Regions from separate parts of the Mus musculus genome. Here regions 2, 3 and 4 are each linked to region 1. A link is a contact called in public ChIA-PET, HiChIP or PLAC-seq and promoter capture Hi-C data. All regions are on one chromosome and are shown on one strand. Each heading gives the region's core, a stretch centred on a gene start, on an enhancer-like site or on the middle of the called end of the contact. The rest is flanking DNA. Distances are from core to core; before and after follow the strand shown.

The links. ChIA-PET counts read pairs in DNA pulled down with a chosen protein or histone mark. HiChIP or PLAC-seq counts read pairs in DNA pulled down with a chosen protein or histone mark. Capture Hi-C pulls out chosen DNA fragments and counts their contacts.
Region 2: a promoter capture Hi-C map of adipose tissue shows a contact between it and region 1. The contact joins the promoter of Acot6 here to the promoter of Zfp410 in region 1. A contact is called at or near these places in 2 of 39 promoter capture datasets (neural stem cells and neutrophils), 7 of 115 datasets of contacts at active chromatin or transcription factors (effector CD8 T cells, embryonic hindbrain, embryonic stem cells and 3 more) and 3 of 9 other capture datasets (adipose tissue, liver and pancreatic islet).
Region 3: a contact with region 1 is called in an H3K4me3 HiChIP or PLAC-seq map of bone marrow-derived macrophages, with 2.0 times the contacts expected there. The contact joins the promoter of Vsx2 here to the promoter of Zfp410 in region 1. A contact is called at or near these places in 4 of 115 datasets of contacts at active chromatin or transcription factors (bone marrow-derived macrophages, embryonic stem cells and trophoblast stem cells).
Region 4: an RNA polymerase II ChIA-PET map of effector CD8 T cells shows a contact between it and region 1, with 67 read pairs. The contact joins the enhancer-like site here to the promoter of Zfp410 in region 1. A contact is called at or near these places in 3 of 39 promoter capture datasets (hippocampal neurons, neural stem cells and neutrophils), 2 of 15 datasets of contacts at CTCF or cohesin (large pre-B cells and pro-B cells), 8 of 484 Hi-C or Micro-C datasets (CD4 T cells, CD8 T cells, the N1E-115 cell line and 3 more), 24 of 115 datasets of contacts at active chromatin or transcription factors (the SCID.adh cell line, bone marrow-derived macrophages, craniofacial prominence and 19 more) and 4 of 9 other capture datasets (adipose tissue, embryonic stem cells, liver and 1 more).

What each region holds. Positions count from the first base shown.
Region 1 is chr12:84,315,199-84,318,163 of GRCm38.p6, reverse strand. Zfp410 (zinc finger protein 410) reads right to left here and starts at 1,305. Exons shown (of 12, transcript NM_144833.4): 1 at 990-1,305. It overlaps Ptgr2 (prostaglandin reductase 2), which reads right to left. Exons shown (of 10, transcript NM_029880.3): 10 at 2,332-2,965.
Region 2 is chr12:84,099,302-84,102,298 of GRCm38.p6, reverse strand. Acot6 (acyl-CoA thioesterase 6) reads right to left here and starts at 1,645. Exons shown (of 3, transcript NM_172580.1): 1 at 871-1,645. The coding sequence starts at 1,327.
Region 3 is chr12:84,568,299-84,571,140 of GRCm38.p6, reverse strand. Vsx2 (visual system homeobox 2) reads right to left here and starts at 1,313. Exons shown (of 5, transcript NM_007701.3): 1 at 829-1,313. The coding sequence starts at 1,198.
Region 4 is chr12:84,174,199-84,177,248 of GRCm38.p6, reverse strand. It overlaps Mideas (mitotic deacetylase associated SANT domain protein), which reads left to right. Exons shown (of 13, transcript NM_001163501.1): 2 at 2,826-3,050. Among named protein-coding and RNA genes, the nearest start is that of Gm40475, 13 kb to the right of the region's middle. RefSeq lists an enhancer at 506-1,558. Within about 2 kb of position 1,493, at least 414 of the 459 cell types and tissues checked have an H3K27ac peak or open chromatin away from gene starts, as enhancers often do. A contact at or near this core is called in CD8 T cells, the N1E-115 cell line, the SCID.adh cell line and 27 more, where this site is marked.

The DNA of each region.
Region 1 (2,965 bases), core at 56-2,555:
CGGTAAACCTCTTCACTGACATACTCCTCCCCCCACTGCCCCCCCAAAAAAAACCTTAGAAATTGTGGGATTTACCTAAATTTGACACCTACTGGGATACAAAGCTCAAATTAGAACCACATTTTCTGATGCTTGGCTGCCCTGTATCTGCCACAAAGTGTAATTTCTCAACGCCAAACACCCAGAATTGCGCGTTTTGACCTCAAACTATGTTTTATTCTCTTTACATATGTTCCACTGATCTTTGTGTCTAATGTAATGTAAATGTATGAACTCTTAACCCCAAATCAATAATATTTCACTCCCAAATGGTTCCTAAGTACATCTCAGAGCCTCATGAGCAAGTGAGATAAAGTTTAATAAACTAATTGGATCGTCTTCTTTTGAGAAACTTCAGAGAACAAGTTGAACGAGCAAAACACATCCTGGCTGCAAACACTCGCTGCCCACACACGGGCCTGAGGTGACAGGCAAAGGAGACCCCAGAGGTCCGGCTCTGGTCCGCAGACGTCCCTTCCCTATTCCAGCCCAAGGCAGAGAGTGGACCCAGGAAAGGTGCCGGCAGCCCTGGGTGAAACGCGGGCAGGGCACCGCTGTCAACCCTTCCCGCCAGCACAAAGGCCTCAGCCGAAGGCCCTTAGGTCTGCGGGCGGGCCCAGCCGCGGGTGCAGTCCGGAGCCTCCGCCCGGGGGACTCGCTGACTCCCGCGTTCTGGGGGGGCAGGCTGGTCTCCAAGCTCCCTCCCTCAAGAACAAGCAAAGGAGGAGAAACGGTGCGCCCCAGATCCCCAAAGGGGTTAGGGCCGCAGCCGCCGGGCTTCGGACCGGTCGCTCCCCGCCCGCTAGACGCCTGGGGGAGTCTGGGGGGACGGCTTCCTTGCGCCCTTCGGGGGCGAACCCGGCTCTAGATCCCCAGACCCCATAAGTGGCTTCCTTTCTCGGCGGGACCACCTACCCGAGCGGGGGTGGCTACACTAGCCTGGAGCTCACCTTCCAGTCTCGGGCAGCCGTCCGTCCGTCAGTCAGCCCCGAATCCCGTCCACACACGGCGTCTTCCGGCTCCCGCCGGAAGCAGCTCCAGAGCGGGACAGGAAGTTTGGCCGCCCCCCATCAACATACCCACTCGCTTTCTTCTCCGCCCGCGGGTGTTTCTCAGGAGGAGGCGCTGACTCTTGGGCCGCTGCTTGAGAGCGATCCTTCGCTCCCCGCTACATACACACGCATACACAGCCCGAGACACACACAGGGTTCCCTCCCGGCCGAGGAACCGCAGCGCCCCGTCCCCTCCTGTCTGCCCTTCAGGGTTCTCAGGTCCGCGAAATCTGAAACCAGGTCAGTGCAGTCTAGCCGTGACGTCACTGCCTTCCCGCTGAGCGGAGCTGTTCAGCAGGGGCCGCGGCGGCTGGGATGGGTGAGACGGCGCGGGGTGGAGGGTAGCTTTCTCCGGAGCTGAGGACCTGTGACAGCTCCCGAAACACCAAAAGCCCATGAAGAGCACCTGAAATGTTCATGGCCCAAAGAGGGACCTGGAAATCAAGCCTTGCATTGCCCCTAGGACTGGGTGTGAATTTAGGCACACGTACAGCGTTAGAAACATTTAAGAATTCTCCAGAGATCTTGGATGCACTGACTGAGGGCTCAGATAACTAAGTTCCAAGCTGGATAATAGTTCTTGTTGAAACTTTCGAGTTTGACTGCATGAAACTTAAGATCTGCAGTGGTGGCACACGCCTGTAACTCCAGCAATCCCAGTACTCCAGGAGTTCCCGGTGAACGAGGGCTACATAGTTGAGACCTTGTCCAAAAAAACAAAAAACAACAACAACAACAAAACATGATGCGGTGTGGAAGAGTAGGGGACTAAAGATAGTGCCTGTGAGATATAATGTTCTCTGAAGGCGCTCATTTTCAAGTTAGAGATAAGCCAGGAGTCTGGATGAGCTAGGGAGTCATAGTTTTGGTACAAAATGTTCCGGGAGAAAACATTTCCTCGATACAGTTTGTCCTGCGCACTGAGAAGCATGACTGTGATCCCATTTGAGGATGGCCATGACAAGGACAACTGGCCTACACAGTATCTGGGACAAAAATCTTGGGGTGGCAAGGAGATGTTTACTAGGAGCTAAAATCCTAAAATTTAAGAAAGGATTAAAAAACAAAGATTTACCAGTTACCACTATATGAAGAGATGAAGAACTGTTCAGAAAGAAAAACTGGGGTCCAGAGAAAGTATGTAAAACAAGGTTAGAACGCTGCAAAATTTGATTTAGTGGCTGCTAATTTGTTTTGCCTCTAAAATATATTGACTGTAAAAAAAAAAAGTGGTCATAAGTCATACTCAGAAAACATCTCCAGTTTTATTTTTCTAAAGGTTGAGAAAATTAAGAAAACAAATGTGATACATCAGTATATCTGGAATAGTCATGTCTATAACCATTGGTTAATTTACTTAATCCTATAGCTTTCTGGAGCTTGATTACTTGGGGCTTGTTGTGGGAAGGTACCATTGGGGATTGACCTCAGAGCCCCTAGAGTACTGATCAGTGTTCTGCCCTGACCACTCCGACTCACTTTCATCAGTGAAACTCTTAGTGATGTTTATATCTATTAGTTCTCCAAAGTATAAGCCCAGAATGGGGATACAGGCCTTTAACACTGGCACTCGGAGGCAGACAGCCAAGTGGATATCTTTGAGTTCCAGGCCAGCCTGGATTACATAGCAAGCTACCTAACAGACTCTTGTCTTTAAAAAAAAATTCCTAAAATAAACACAAGCTTTTATCAGCACGTAGTAAGTTGTTAGGCTTGCTACTCAATTAGTTGTTTGGCAGAACACAAACATCATCCCTGGATGTAAACCTTGTCTCTGGAGACTCCCAACCACTCATTTATCTTCTCAGACCACTCCCAGCCCAAAACGTCCTACCCCAAACTGTTCCACAATCTGTAAATACTCCCAATGCTGC
Region 2 (2,997 bases), core at 396-2,895, 220 kb after region 1:
ACCTGGGTATTGGGGACTTGAACTCAGTCAGATCTTCATGGTTGCCAAGCAAGCAATTTACCGACTGAGCTGTCTCCCAGCACAATGTATCCATTTGGAACAGAATCATTTTGATCTGGGGCTGTTCAGTATTTGGTGGGAAGGGTAGAAAGTTAGCAGGATCGCTGGCCTATACTAGCTAAATGGAAACAGCACCCCCTCCCCCAATACACACCTTCCACCGCCACCAAAACGTTTCTCTATGTAGTCCTGGCAGTCCTGTTACTTGCTCTGTAGACCAGGCTGGCCTTGAACTCAGAGATCAGCCTACTGTCTCCCCAGTACTAAAGGTGTATGTCACCACCGCTGGGCTCCAGTCTTCATTTTTGACAAGCACAAAACTCTGCAGATATTGCCAAATGTCCTCATGAAGGGGCAAGGATAACTCTAGGTTGAAAACCACCACCAGCATGTTTATGGTAGGGAAAGGTTTTGTAGTAAACATTTTTGTGCGCTTTAATGGTTAGGGAACATTGTCTTCATTTGTGGGTTAAAGGCTCTTTGAAAGTTTGATGTGAAAGGAGGCAAAAGTCACTCTTACTACAGGCATAAGTTATCAGTACTCCCTCCCTCGTGTGGCTGGCATTTAGTGGATTTCAAGTTGCACTCCCTCTTCAGCATATAGTTGAGGAATTCATGGTGTCTTAAAGGGAAGGAAACTTGGTAGAAAATTTACTCTTAAAGAAGATTGAGAGAATTTGGAGAGTGGGGACAAGGTTACTAAAGTTACAGTTATGTGACAGACCCTACATGGAGTCTATTCAGGACCAAAAAATAGACTAGGCTGTGAGCTTAGGAACCGGGTGGGTAGGTGGGTGGAGAGCTGCTCACCTGGGGGCAGGAAGAGCGTGGCGCGCACCCGGCCCTCGCGCACGGGCACGCGCCGCACCCCGGGAGCCATGAAGTGACGCTCGTGCACCGCCCGCGCCAGCCGCTGCCCGCCATCCGGCTCGTGTCCGTCCAGCACCTCCAGCTCCACCACGAAGGGTATCTGCACATCGCGCTTGATCAGGCGCCAGAAAGGCCGATCGGGCTCCATGGCCCAGAGCAGCCCCATGGGCTCGAGCCCCGAGAAGCTGCCGCCCAGCGCGGGCGTGCGCGCCAGGTCCAGCTCGCCGTGGGAGTCCGCGCGGTAGCGCGCGTGGGCTCGGAAGAGCATGCCCTTCTCGTCGCGCAGGACAGAGCGCAGCGTGACGGGCTGCTCGGGGGCCAGGCCGCGCACGGCGATGCTCAGCGGTTCGTCCCAGCAGCTGCGGCCCGCGGGCTCCACGCTCAGTGTCGCCGCCATTAGGAGCTGGAGGCCTCGGGGAGCGCCACGCGAGTCCGGAGCGGAGCCTGGCCTGCTGTGGAGCCGACCTGGTGCGTCTCTGGGAGTTCCCGACCCCTGGCTCCCGTGCCTCAGACAAGACAGGAACAGAAAACCGGCTGACTCTATACAGGAAAGATGTGTGAAGTCAAAGTAGCAGCGGAGCTCTGCCAGGACAGAGGATTCTGCTCACGTGGTGTTGAGGATAGGCGGTGACACTAGATGAATAAGATCGAGGCAAAGTCTGGCCCTTTGCGTGGATTCAGTAGTAGCTTTCTATAAAAACAAACAACTTTAAAATACTGTATTACTTTTATTTTAGGCCTTTTTTTTTTTCTACTTTAGGGAAATATGAAAGGCTAGATACTTTATAAAGAACAGAGATTTATGTCTTACAGTTTTGAAGTCCGGGAAGTCTACGTTGGAGGGGCCCATATTCAATCTCCTGTCATACAGTAGTGGAAAGCTAACAGCACTCAAATTGGGTGTAATGACTCAGACACAGGAGGATCATTGTGTTAGGCTGACACTCCCCGTCCCCCATCCCCCCCACCCCCCTGCAGAATAGTTGTAGCCATTCTGTTCTATGCCTGCCAGCTATTTCATATTATTGCTGTAACATGCCTGCCAGTCACTGACACAGAGAAGTGACTTGGCTCAAGGACATGTGACCACATACCCTGTTTTGTTCTGTATTTTCTGAATGAGATTTGCTACTCTTAAGAAATTACATGGGGCTGGAGAGATGGCTCAGTGGTTAAGAACTGACTGTTCTTCCAGAGGTCCTGAGTTCAATTCCCAGCAACCACATGGTGGCTCACAACCATCTCTAATGAGATTCAAGGCCCTCTTCTGGTGTGTCTGAGGATAGTGACAGTGAACTCACATACATAAAATAAATAAATAAATAAATATTTTTTTAAAAAAAAGAAATTTCAGAAAGCTTTATGTAGGACCCATTAAATCAAAGGTCAATATGAACTGTTATGTTTAAAATAACCACCAGGTAGCCCTTCCTGCGCCTATGAAATGAGGTCACTCTGGTTTTCATAACTGACACTGAAGAATGCTACTAATAAGCCCCAAAGTTGTGACTATAATACGCATGCTGTTATCTCAGTACTCTGAAATTCCCCTGTTCACCACCCATCCACCACCTACCCTACCTTACTCAGCACCAATCAGCTTAAAGGTTAGCTGATAATACTTTGTCTAGTAAACCAACTGCTCCCCTCCTTGCCCTTTGAACTTTTGAACCTGGTTTTTCCTATAAAAAGTCTACTGTGAGAGCAGACTGGACTGCAGTTAAGTTCCCAACAAGTCCCTTTTGCAGTACTGGATGCCCAGTATTAAGGTGTGCGTTCAATAAGCTACTCTTGCTTAACTGAGGTCACTGTTAGTTTGGTTTGAGTGGCAATTCCTGAACCCCAATAATTGTAATTCAAAGCAAGCCTGGGTTGCATAGCAAGATCCTGTTTTAAACAAACACACACAGATGGAACAAAGCACACAAGAAAAAAGGCCACACTCATCCTTCAAAGAGAGAACTAGAGATGACCCACCCCTGCTGTAACTCACTCCATTCACCAACATGGAGTTAAAGTTTCTACCTAGTCTTACAGGGGCAGTGGATATGGAGTTTCTATCACCCG
Region 3 (2,842 bases), core at 64-2,563, 250 kb before region 1:
GGAAAGGACTGGAGACTGCGGGTTCGCTGTCTCTTTTGGGGCACCCACAAAAATGTTTTTCTGTTCGAGTTCAGAGAGCCTGCGATGAACCACTTTTCATTGTCCTGCTTCATTTAATACATTATCATGGCAGGAAAAATCTGGGGAAATACTGAGAACCGGCGAGCTAGAGCACACCGCCAGGGAAGTGGCCCTGACGGGGCGAAAGGAGGCTCATCCAGGGTCCTCGAGCCAGATAAAAATCGGGATCCGGTACACCGGTGCCGCTTAGGTTAGATCTGATGGCTGCCCTCTGGGTACCATGGTGGCTTGATTTTCCCAGTTCGTAGCGGGAGGAAATCGAACCTTAGCTAAGCAATATAGGTAGGGGTTTGGTACAGCAATACAGAAACTGGGAGGAACCGGGAGGGGGGCAACTTTGGACACAGGGACAAGTAGGAACAGCATCGGGCTTCAGAAGCGCAGGTCCTGCCCAAGGCCCGAACCTCGGTGGAGCAGTGAAGCTAGGGCCCAAGGAAAAGGATGCGCCAAGGATTCAGCTACCCGGAGCCAACATCCACTGGGGCCCCAACCCAGATATTCGATAGAGCATGGACTGACACTAGGTCCCAAGAACTGAGCAGGGGTCGGACAAGATGAATCTGAAAACCCTTGGAGTTTGGGTCGCTAGTCGGGGACCCGTTGACTTTAGGCCTAGCATGAGACCCCTTGTCCTGCAGGAACTTTTCCTCCCGGGGGAGGTCGGGGGCTCTCAGGCGAGATCCTACAGCTCCCGACTGTGACTTTCCCAAGCAGTGTAGCAGGCGAGCAGCCTCGCCCCTCACCTACCGGAGCTGGCCGTCTGGCTGGTGTCCAGCGGCCCCGACGCTCTGCCTAGTGGCTGCAAGTGGACGCTCTGCGGATCGGACAGCACTTCCAAGAAGGTGGGCTGTGTGTAGAAGCCGGGAAGTCCCCCGGGCCCCAGCAGCCCCATGCTGCCCACTCCTGCCGGGCTGAGAACGGAGCGCGCAGCTAACAAATGCCCAGGGGCCAGGCCGTCGAGGGCAGCCCGCGGGTGGGAGCTGGGAGGCTCCTTGTTCAAGCCTAGGATCTCCTGGATGCCGAACCCTGTGCACCTGGCCGGGGCGCCCCCCGAGGTACTCTTGGCCACTGTCTCGGATTTGGGCTTGCTCAGCGCTTCCCCCGCTTTCCCCGTCATCTCCCGGTTCTTTGGAGGGGCTGAGGCCGCGGGTCTTTTGCTCCCCCAAGCCCCCCCGCCGGGCTCCCCGCTTCGTGAAGTTGGTCCCAGGTGCCCCCTCCGGTGTCTAATGCTCTGGAGCCCCAAGGAGATTCCCTTTTTATCCAACCAGGCGGCAGCCCAAGTGGGGTCAGAGCTGAACAGCCAATCACCAGGGCCAGGAGCGATTAGGAATTCCAAAAAGCTGGCAGCTCCCGCCGCCACCGGTATCGAGGGGCCAGGGCGCAGCAGGCCCAAGTGTGGTGGGCTCTGCAGGGTGCCCTTGCAGGGACAGAGGTGAAACAGCCAGGTTTGGGGTTATTCCAGGAGATACCGTGGATAGCGGTTTTGAGCTGTATAACCTGGCTGGGACCAGTGCCTAGGTTAGCTGCGACAGATCCCTGGGGTAGGGTTGGGGGTGTGGGGATGGTCTGAACGCAAAGGCTAGGAGACCTCTCCCCCTCCCTTAACTAAGCAGCCTCAAATAGACTCAGACACGGGACAAGGAAGGCTGGAGGGCCCTGGACCGAGCGCTGGGCATGAGAATACAGAAAGGTGCTTAGCTGTGCAGAGGGAGATGTGTGGGTAGAGTTATCTCCCCAGCACGGGACATTATGTTCATTTCAGAAGAGCTGTTCAATAAATACTGGCCCACGTTAAAGGGATCAGGGTTAGGATCGAGCCCTCGTGGGAAAGAGAAACAGAGAGGGTTTTCGTTGACAACAAATATGGGGCCTTCCTCCCCTCCTATCCTTATCCAGTCCTCCTTACTCCACCACCACCACCCCGCCCCCACCACGCCACCTCTTTTTTCCTTGTGGTTTAAGACAGGACCTCTATATGGTCTGGGTTGTTCTCAAACTCAACATTCTCCTGTACTGTCCTCCCGAGGGCTGGGATTTCATTTGGGGGCCGACTTGACTATCCAGCTGTCTTTCTAAACGTCCTCAGAGAATGAGCGTGGAGTGCTTCCCTCGAAGATTGTATTTATTCTGTCCAACAGTCAGTAAGGATCAAGTACCTCGCAGCTTCGAGCCAAAAGCCTGAGGTTCTGCAGTAAACCAGAGAGGCAGGGTGTGAAGCTGTGATCGCCCCATGCAGAAGAAGGGAGCGGGGAGTAACTAAAAAGGAGCCGCTTTTCCCAGCTGCTGGGGGCCCTTGACTGCCTGCTTCTCCAGAGGCTTCAGAAGGGCACTCAGTGGGGACAGCTGAAGTGTGGTGAGAAGCATCCTGCTCAGGCGGGCTGGGAGAGTCACCTGGAGTTGGAGGCGTGGGGACTGGTGTTTCAAATATCCTTGCTTCATATCTCAGACTGGAGTGTGGTCTAAGTGTCAGGAGCCAAGGAGAACATGTGTCCCATACACATTCTAGACCTTCAGTTTAGCTCCTTGTTGCCCTCCCAGAACTGGAGATCACTTTATTAATTGGGGGGCTTCTCTATCCACTATATAGAACATATGATGAGGCAGGGGGATTGCTTTTGTTTTGTTTTTTGTTTTTGTTGTTGGTTGGTTGGTTTAGGGTTTTTGTTTTTGTTGTTTTTGAGGCAGGGTGTCTCTGTGTAGCTTTGGCTGTCTGAAACTCAGTCTATAGGCCAGTCTGGACTTGAACTCACAGAGATCCACC
Region 4 (3,050 bases), core at 244-2,743, 140 kb after region 1:
GAGCTAGTGAAGAGCAGTGTCCAGCAAGCCCTGACCTAAGGAAAGGTAAGTGTATGGGGCCTAAGATCAGACTGGTGTGTGTTGAGGATTTCATCTTGTGTGTGACATGCCTGGCTTCAAGTCCTGGTGACATAATCATGTGTGACTGTAGGCAAATTACCTTGTTCCTGTAAGCCTTATCTAGCTTACCTACAAAATGGGAGTTAAACTATTGGTGCTTGATACAAGGCTTTAAAAAATACAAAGTACTTTGGACACTCTTGACACAGACAAGCCGGCTACATTGTTATTATTAGGGCTACTTAGAGCTTGGCTGCCATGGTGGTCCTTCCAGCTTCCTCTTCTCTTAGGCCTGCACGTTTGCCTCCTGCTTGGCAGGCCAGGGAGTTGTGGGGATTTCTGCAGCAGGAAGCTTATGGGGTGATTCCACCGTTCCCCAAACCAGCCTCTTGTTCAGAGCAAGTCTCCCCTATCATGGTATATGCTGAGTTGATGGGCTCTCCCTGGTGTGCAGGGTAGGAAGAAAAACAGCTTGATCCACCCTCAGATTTAATCTCCCCTGCTACCGCACACACCCATGGGCAAGAGCTTCCATATTCTGGAGCTCCGGACCCAGACTCCGCCTTCTGCCCTCTAAACCCCCAAGCCGGGCACTGAATAGCCATCCCCTGCCTAGGCCCCCTCTGACAGGAACCTGTCTGCACGTGCACCCATGCCTGCCTGCCACGTGGGCCTTCCCCTGTTGCAGGCCCCCAAAGCCCATGCTGTGACTCCCAGGCGACAGGCATCCTGAGTGCCTGTGAGCATCCCTGAGCTTGCAGCTCCCTAGAGGCACGTGGCCTGCTGGGCTTCCCTCTGTCCTGTCTCCTCCCTGCCTTTTTTTTTTCTTCCTCTGCCTTGCTGCGCGCACACACACACACACACACACACACACACACACACACACACGTATTTCTAGTTTTGCCAGGCTTGGGTCTCCCTCGGAGAGGTGGAACTCGAAGTCCCACCCTTCAGCTTCATCATGGAGGCCCCAGGGGATTTTCCATCTCTGGCTGGCTTTCAGTTCTCTGTTGTGAATTGGTCTGGCTACCCAAGGAAGGGGGTTTAAAAAGCATGAGAAAGATTTGTTCAAAGAGGGTCTCCAGCCCTGAGCGCTTGTCCAAATCCTTCCCTTCCTGCTGGTGCTAGGGTGACTCAGTGTCCTCAGTCCGTCTGTCCCTGCGATTTCCACAAATGAAAACAAAGGAGTGCACGGACTTAGAGCTCTCTCGCCGTTCTCCTGGGCTAAAGCTCGCGCTGTCTACCAGGCCCAGGAGCTGAGGAAGGAAATGGTGGAGGAAGTTGCTCCCCTTCTGGGTGCTGGGTGAAAGTGAAAGAAAGGGAGGGGGCCTCCAGTGAGTCAAGCGGCCAGGCTGGCAGGCAGGCAGGCCAGTCCGGGAGGGAGCCCGGGCTGGAGCTGCGGAAACGTGCGGAGCAGCGATAGCACGGAGAGCCTGGGAGGAGAACCGGGGCTCGGTGTGGGCGGGGCTTCTCGTGGGCAGGACTTATGACGCCAGGTCTGTTCTTTGCTGCTGGTTTTCTGGGAACTGCCCCACCTGCTATCATAATCTCTGTGGTATCTGAGCCTACCAGGATCTGCAGATTCATCCTTGCCCACCTCTAGCCTTTCCACCTTAGTGACCCAGGGTCAGAGTCTTGGCAAAGAGGTGGGCTTGTATACCTCCTACTCTTACCAACTTCCCAGAGGGAGACAAACTAACTAAACAAATAAACAAAATTTTATCTGAAGAACAAAAACTTAACAACACAGCAAGCAGCTATGCATGTTGTAAAATACAGGCCTGGATTCTATTCTGTAGCAATGTCAGTGTAACTGTCACTTTAGACATCAGCTTAGAGTGGGGTGGGGAGTCTGGCTCACTTGTTCAACATGTGCTTAGCATGAATAAAGCCCCTATCCCAGCAACACCATCCTCAAAATATGGCAAAGCAAAACAACTGAACACTTTCCATCATAGGCAGTCTCGAGGGCCTGAGGTCTAGAACTCTGCACCGTTCCTATTTGAGTTAGACTCTGCTCTGGCTAGGCACTCTTTAACAGTGGAGGGGACGGCGGTGGTAGCCAGCAACAGCTGCTGACCAGCTACTAGACTAAATTGGGCCCACATCCAGCCAGGGTTGCAAAACAGGTTCTGTGTTAGTTTGAGAAAGATTTCAGCAGCCAGAGCCCCACCCAGCAACTCTTCCCAGGGGTGGGGCCTCACCTACGTGCTTCGGCATAAAAGGCTGCAAGCCTAACTCTATGGGCCCTGTGGGCTTTGCAAGAGCCTGGTGTGACAGAGGATGGGTGGCTATGCTGGGAATAGTCCCTGTCCCCTAACTTGCTCTTCTTTAGGTGGAGGGGAGCAGTGACCTTAGGGGAATTCTTCTGGGTCTGGAGCTATTGTGTAGACAGTCATGTGGGAAGGAACAGACCTGGGCTGCACTGTGCCCCAGCCTAGTTTATAGTTTAATAGGACAAGGTTCTCAGTTTGGCTTTTGCTTTCCCTTTTCCCCGTTTGACTTGGAGCTTAGGCAACATGTCAGCCCCACTTGGCCCCTTGGTCTGTGTCTTTAGAGGGTTCCGAGTTACACAACCAAATGCAGCAGACGAGAGTCTAGCCAGGAGGTGGTGGGACAGGAAGAGCGAGGACACCTGATCCTGCTGTCTTGCTGGCAGCTGCCCCATGATCCCTGGCCCCCATGAGTGACTTGAGGCAGGGGGACACTGGTGCTCATATCTAGGGGTCACGTGGCTAACACTGTCACTGGTTTTTCCTCTGCAGGCTCCAGGACCTGGCACAGGCAGGCATCATGATTAGGGAAGTGTAGCTGAGCGCAAGAGCCTCCCTAGAAGAGGAAGGACCAGCGGACATTTCCTAGCTCTTGCCTGAAGGCTCCTGCGTTTTCCTCTGCCTCTCTTCTGCCCTCCCTGGCTACTGGACTGGGGCCAGGCTTCCAGCAGGACCTCCTACCAAGGGATGGGCAGCAGCTGAAGGACGTCTCACTGC